Linked DNA regions of Callithrix jacchus: region 1 is linked to region 2. The links are chromatin contacts, called in public Hi-C maps. All regions are on one chromosome and are shown on one strand. Each heading gives the region's core, a stretch centred on a gene start, on an enhancer-like site or on the middle of the called end of the contact. The rest is flanking DNA. Distances are from core to core; before and after follow the strand shown. Region 1 overlaps ITGA9 (integrin subunit alpha 9). Region 2 holds the start of ITGA9 (integrin subunit alpha 9).

Region 1 (2,775 bases), core at 204-2,703, 320 kb before region 2:
CCTGTCTTCTGGAGTGGGCATCTGCTGACAGACCGCTGGAAACTGTTTTCTGCAGCCTGTGGCACGCACATTCTTCTGCTGAGATTATAAGGCCAGGCCACCCAAACACGTTTGGTCTGGATTTAGAGAAACAGAACCTCTGAGCCCTGCAGGATGCATCCGTCCCTCATTAAAATCAGGCGTGGGAGCAGAGTTCCTCCTTGCTCTGCACATCAGGGCTTCGGGTTTCTAGGCAGGGAGAGGAAGTTTGGGAGCAGAGCCCCAGCCCAGCTAGCCTTGATGATGTGTTTCAGGTATAAAGAGCTGGCGCTGTCATCTGGCCATGAGACCAGATGCCAGCAGAGAGGGGCAGGAATCTGGGAAAGGCAGGGCAAGCGGGCGAGAAACAGCCTAAGTCTCAGTGTCAACCCCAAGAGGCAGAGTCACAGTTCAGAACTTAGCTTCTGTCTCCCGTGGGGAGTTTCTGGGGTGGCCTGTGAACAGGGTAATGGGACGGCGTGATGTGATGCAATGTGACACCTAATCTGCCCTGGTGGGATCTGGAAGACGGAAATGAGGACTGAGTCTGTGGTGAATGAAAATCTTGGCCAGTTGTGCTCCCGACTGCGGTTACATGGGAATCATTTCAATCGGGAAAAGCAACGTTTTTCTGGAAGGTTCGGGGTGGTCCCCTTTCAAAAGGAGATTGAAGGTTGCCTAGTGCTGCATGAGTCCGATTCAGATCAGCTAATCCTATTGCAGATGTGCCCTCAGCCCTCAGCTACACTCAGGAACTCAGTACCTAGCCACGGTCATCAAGGGGGGCTCCTCTACGAGTATTGAATGGGTACCGATGCGACAGCCACAGCAACAGCACCTAAGACTCGCGTGGCCCTTTCTACAGGCCAGGCTCTCAGTGCCTTCCACACATTAACGTTCAGTCCTCACTGCAATCCCCTGAGCCAGGTGCTATTACTGTCTGCCCCCCAACCTTTTTTGAGACAAATTCTCGCTCTGTTGCCCAGGCTGTAGTGTAGTGGTGTGATCTCAGCTCACTGCAACCTCTGACTCCTGGGTTCAAGTAATTCTCCTGTCTCAGCCTCCCAAGTCGCTGGGACTACAAGCACATGTCAACACACCCGGCTATTTTTTTTTTATTTTTATTTTTAGTAGAGATGAGGTTTCACCATATTGTTCATTCAGGCTGGTCTCGAACTCCTGACCTCAAATGATCCACCTGCCTCAACCTCCCAAAGTGTTGGGATTACAGGTGTGAACCACTGCACCTGGCCTACTGTCCCCATTTTACAGATGGAGAAACTGAGAGGCAACAGGAGGCCCCATGACCACCAGAGGTCCCCCAGGTAGCAGGGCCACAGAGCTGGGCTGGGACAGACGTCACACAGCTCCAGACATCTGCTTGTCACCAGTTCCCAGCACTGTCTCTTAGGTGGAAGCTGAGGATGAGGCTGGGGCAGGAGTGAGGTGGAGGGAAAGCTTCCTTTCCTCTTCTTACTGTGGTCAGAAGAAACCAATAGCCTGGAGATCGCAGCATTCTCCAGCATGAGCCATTTCTGCCACTGTGGCAAAAAAAATGCCCCCTGCCTAGACCATGGGAGATAAAAGTGCCTGCAGACTGAAGAGAGGCACTTGGGCTGGAACGGGGAACGGGGCATTCTGCAATGTTGTTTCTGGAAGGCAGCTGCGAGATCACGCAGTCCTTGTGGCCTCAGCTGACAGATAAGGAAACAGAGGTCCCCGAGTTTAGCAACTTGTCCAAGGTCGTGTCTGGCCCCAGTGAAGCAGTTCTGTGGTACAGGCGCTCTTGATGATTACTCGATAGTCTTGGCTTCAGCCCAAGCACCGCCGGCTAACAGCAGTGTCGGTTTAGGTCTCCGGGGCCTCGGTTTCCTCATCTATACGTGAGAATGTTGCTATAGGCAGTCACTCGGGTTGTCCCCAGTTGCTAATTCCTCACTTCATGAACTAGCTGTGCATTTTCATTACAGCAGGGGGCTACCTTATCTTATCACACAGATGAGCAATTACTATCCATCCCCCACAACTCGGTTTTAACCTCCCTCTTTGCTCAGAGTCCAGGGAATGTGGTGCTTTTTTCATGTGTTGCAGACCACCCAAGCACCCCCGGCCAATGACCAACAATGTCACTTCTTTGGCTAGCCAAGGACTCTGTGGCCATCACCCCCTTGCTCTTCTCTGCCCACTCACTCCTCATTTATTCCCCAGGCTATCAGAGTCCAAATTCTTCTCATGACATGGCTGCTTATCTCCCAGGGCCTCTGGGAGCTGGCAGAGGTCCCTGGCTATCAGAATTTGAACAAAAGGACTTCACCAGGCACCCAAACAAGGACAGGAGAATGCTGGACCCAGTGACATGGCTGCATTCTACTAAGGCAGGTACTGAGGGTTTTCTATTGGCATCTGTCCTCCCCCTGACCCCGAAGAGGACACTGTATAAACTGAAGCCATGAGACGGTGGTGACTGGGGAAACTGTCAGGCGCCCTGGCTGTGGAGTGAATATCACCTGGTGGCAGAGTCTGGGTCAGGCTCGATCAAGGGAGCCATCATGGTCAGAAGTCACCACGGTGCCAGGCCTGTGAGAAGAGGAAGTGTCCCCTGTTCACTTTAGGGGATCTGGCAAGATGTTGCTTCATGAAGTACTGGGTTGGAAGTGTGGGTTGGGGCTGATTCCATAGGTGAGACACTGAGAAAGAGAGCAGACCCTTAGCTTCATCTGATCCCAGACGGAGAAGGGAAGCCTAGAGCTTTTATTC
Region 2 (2,700 bases), core at 188-2,687:
CGGCCTGGCTGTCACCTGGGTCCCCATTGACGGATGACCTTGAACGGAGAACTTCCCGCAGCCCCTCTCTCCTATCGAGAAGTGACCACTGTGTGGCTATTTAATCCCTGTGGGCCAGGGGAAGTGGCCAAGGAGGGCACCAACCTCCTCTTCGTGCTTCTCCACTCGAGTTGGTCACAAGCTCTGTACCACTCAGCTGATGATGCTTAATGGAGCCAGAGCCGCCACCTTCTTCAGGCCCACCGCTCCGGGCTCAGAGGACAACTGAATCCCTTGGCCTCTACAGAAACACATCTCTCTCTCAAGGCTTCTGGTCAAAGTCTCCAGGTGGAATTGGTCCATATGAGAAGAGACTCAGGCTGCCCCAAGAAACACCTACCCGCCCCACCTCTGTCACTCGGAAGTGCTCTCTTACCCTCCTCTTCCCTATATCCAGGAGCTTCTCCACCCCACTTCCATCAAGGGTCTTGTAGGGGTCGGGGTAGGGGGGCCTCTGGGCTCCAGCGCGCCCGAGGGATCCCAGACGCCCTGCCCCTGGGGAGCACCACCCCGCGCAGCGGCGCTGGAGAGGCTACGCTCCTTCCTCAGAGGTTCCCCAAAACCGGGGAGGGGTGCAGCTGCAGTGCCCTGATTCCCCCAGGCCCGGCGAGGTTCGGGAGGCTCGCCGGGCCCACGCGGCCGCTCGGAGGCAGAGGAGCCAAGTTACTCCGCGATCCGGAGAGCGAAGCCGAGTCTAGCTGGGCGGTCCAAGAGGCAACTCTAGCGGCGCTCCCCGCATGCTCGGGGCTGGGACCCGGGGGAGGCGCGCGACAGCCCCGCCCGCCTCCAGGCGCCGACCGCGACCTCCGCGGCCCCCGGACGGTGTCCTCCCTTCTCCCGCCGTCCCCCGGGGGCCGAGCCGCGCGCAGCGGAGACATTTAAATCGCCCCCTCGGGACGGCGGCGGGGAAGAGGCCGGAAAGTCGGCGGCGGGCCCGGGGGCCGGGGCGGTGGCCGCCGGGCCGGGGTCGCGGAGCGGGCGGACACTCACCAGCGCGTGTTGTCGTGGAAATGCTCCAGCACCGCGTAGCCGAAGAACGAGTTGGCGGGGCCCTGGAAGCGCACGGGGCGCTGTGGGTCGAGGTTGTAGGCGCCCGCGGGAACTCCCGCGACCACCAGCGCCAGCAGCAGTGCACGGAGCCCCCTGGCGCCCCTGGGCACAGCCGGGCCGCCCATCCCCAGCCGGCTGCCGCCCTCCCCTCTGCTGGGCGAGCGGGGCGCAGAGCGCGCGGGCCGCGGGGTCCGCCGACGGCCGGGAAGCGTCCCCGGGGCGGGAGCTCTGCGCCCGAACGCAGGCGGGATGCGGGCGCCGGGGCGCGGACGGCTGGCTGAGCGGGCGCGCAGGCGAGCACAGGGGCGGCCCCGAGCGGTCGGCGTCCTCTGTCGGCCGGAGAAGTCTGAGCGAGCGGGTCCCGGGCCGGGCGGCGCTGGACTGCGGAGGGGCGCGCCCGCTGGGAGGGCGGCCCGGGCGGCGGAGGCTGGACGGCGCGGCAGCGCCCCCTGCGGGCCGCGGGCCCCGAGCACTTCCCGGGCAGGAGTCGGTCCCGCGACCCGCAGGACGCCCGGAGCTGCCCCCTCCCCGCTGCGCCCCGGGCGCTCGGGTTCCCGGAGGCGAGGCTGCGCCCCTCCGCCACTATGGGTTCGGCCGGCCCTGAGGGCCTGTCTCCCTGCTTAGGTCTCTCTTTCCCTCCCAGTCACAACCAGCAAGGTCCAGAACAACCTGAGTGAGGAGCGAGTTTAGACTCCAGAGTCTGGCCCTGCGCGCCCGCCGCTCCTTCACCCAGTTGTGGGATCAGCTGCAGGAGCGGCGCTCAGTGAACGCCGGCTGTCGTTAATCACAATAGCAGCCACGTGGAAGCGAGCAGAGCGCCCCTCAGTGTTCTAGTCACTCGCTCTCCTACACCAGTGATTCCCGAAGTGCAGTCTCCGGACCAGCAGCATCAACATCATCTGGGAACTTGGCAGAATGCAGATCCTCAGGCCCCACTCAGCCCTGCTGAATAGGGGCTCTGTGGCTGGAGTCCAGCAGGGTCTGCGTGCACTCAACGCTGTCACTGTAAACATGCGTAATAGAAAGTTTACCATCTTCACCATTTTTAACTGTACAGTTTGGGGTATTAAGTATATGCATGTTATGCAGCCATCACCGCCCTCCGTCTCCAGAACTCTTCATCTTTGAAAACAAACTTTACACCCTAAACAATAACTCCTCTTTCCCCTACCCTTACCCCCATCCAGAGCCTCTGGCAGCTACCTTTCTACCTCCCGTCTGTGAACTTGGCTACTCAAACTCAAGCTTCCTACTGAACTGACTGCGATCCTTCCAGTCTGACCACACTATTGTGGTTTCCCTGCCTGTGTTCTCTTCTTTCCACTTTTTACTTCTACACCAGAGTTTGGGTATTGTTTAAAAGCTTCCTGTTGCCCCCCGCCCCCACCCTCTTCTCCTGCCTCAAGATGGAGCCACACCTCCTCAGCATACCTTCACATGGAGGTTCCATCTCCTTTTCCAGCCCCATTTTAAGCCCCTTTCCCACTCCACTTCCCACAAACCCTACAGTATATCCACACACAATTTCGAGCTGTCCTCTGAGCCTGTCCAGCAGGGGTTTTCACACACATCTGTTCCTTCTCCAACGCTGTTCTTTCTTCCTAAAATTGC

The links. Hi-C and Micro-C count contacts between places; a contact is called where the count stands out from the background.
Region 1: a Hi-C map of induced pluripotent stem cells shows a contact between it and region 2, with 2.1 times the contacts expected there. The contact joins the enhancer-like site here to the promoter of ITGA9 in region 2. A contact is called at or near these places in 3 of 3 Hi-C or Micro-C datasets (induced pluripotent stem cells and skeletal muscle).

The regions. Positions count from the first base shown.
Region 1 is chr17:75,624,784-75,627,558 of calJac240_pri, reverse strand. All of the region lies in intron 23 of ITGA9 (integrin subunit alpha 9), which reads right to left. Among named protein-coding and RNA genes, the nearest start is that of CTDSPL, 87 kb to the left of the region's middle. Within about 2 kb of position 1,453, at least 2 of the 16 cell types and tissues checked have an H3K27ac peak or open chromatin away from gene starts, as enhancers often do.
Region 2 is chr17:75,303,574-75,306,273 of calJac240_pri, reverse strand. ITGA9 (integrin subunit alpha 9) reads right to left here and starts at 1,437. Exons shown (of 28, transcript XM_035278481.3): 1 at 1,030-1,437. The coding sequence starts at 1,214.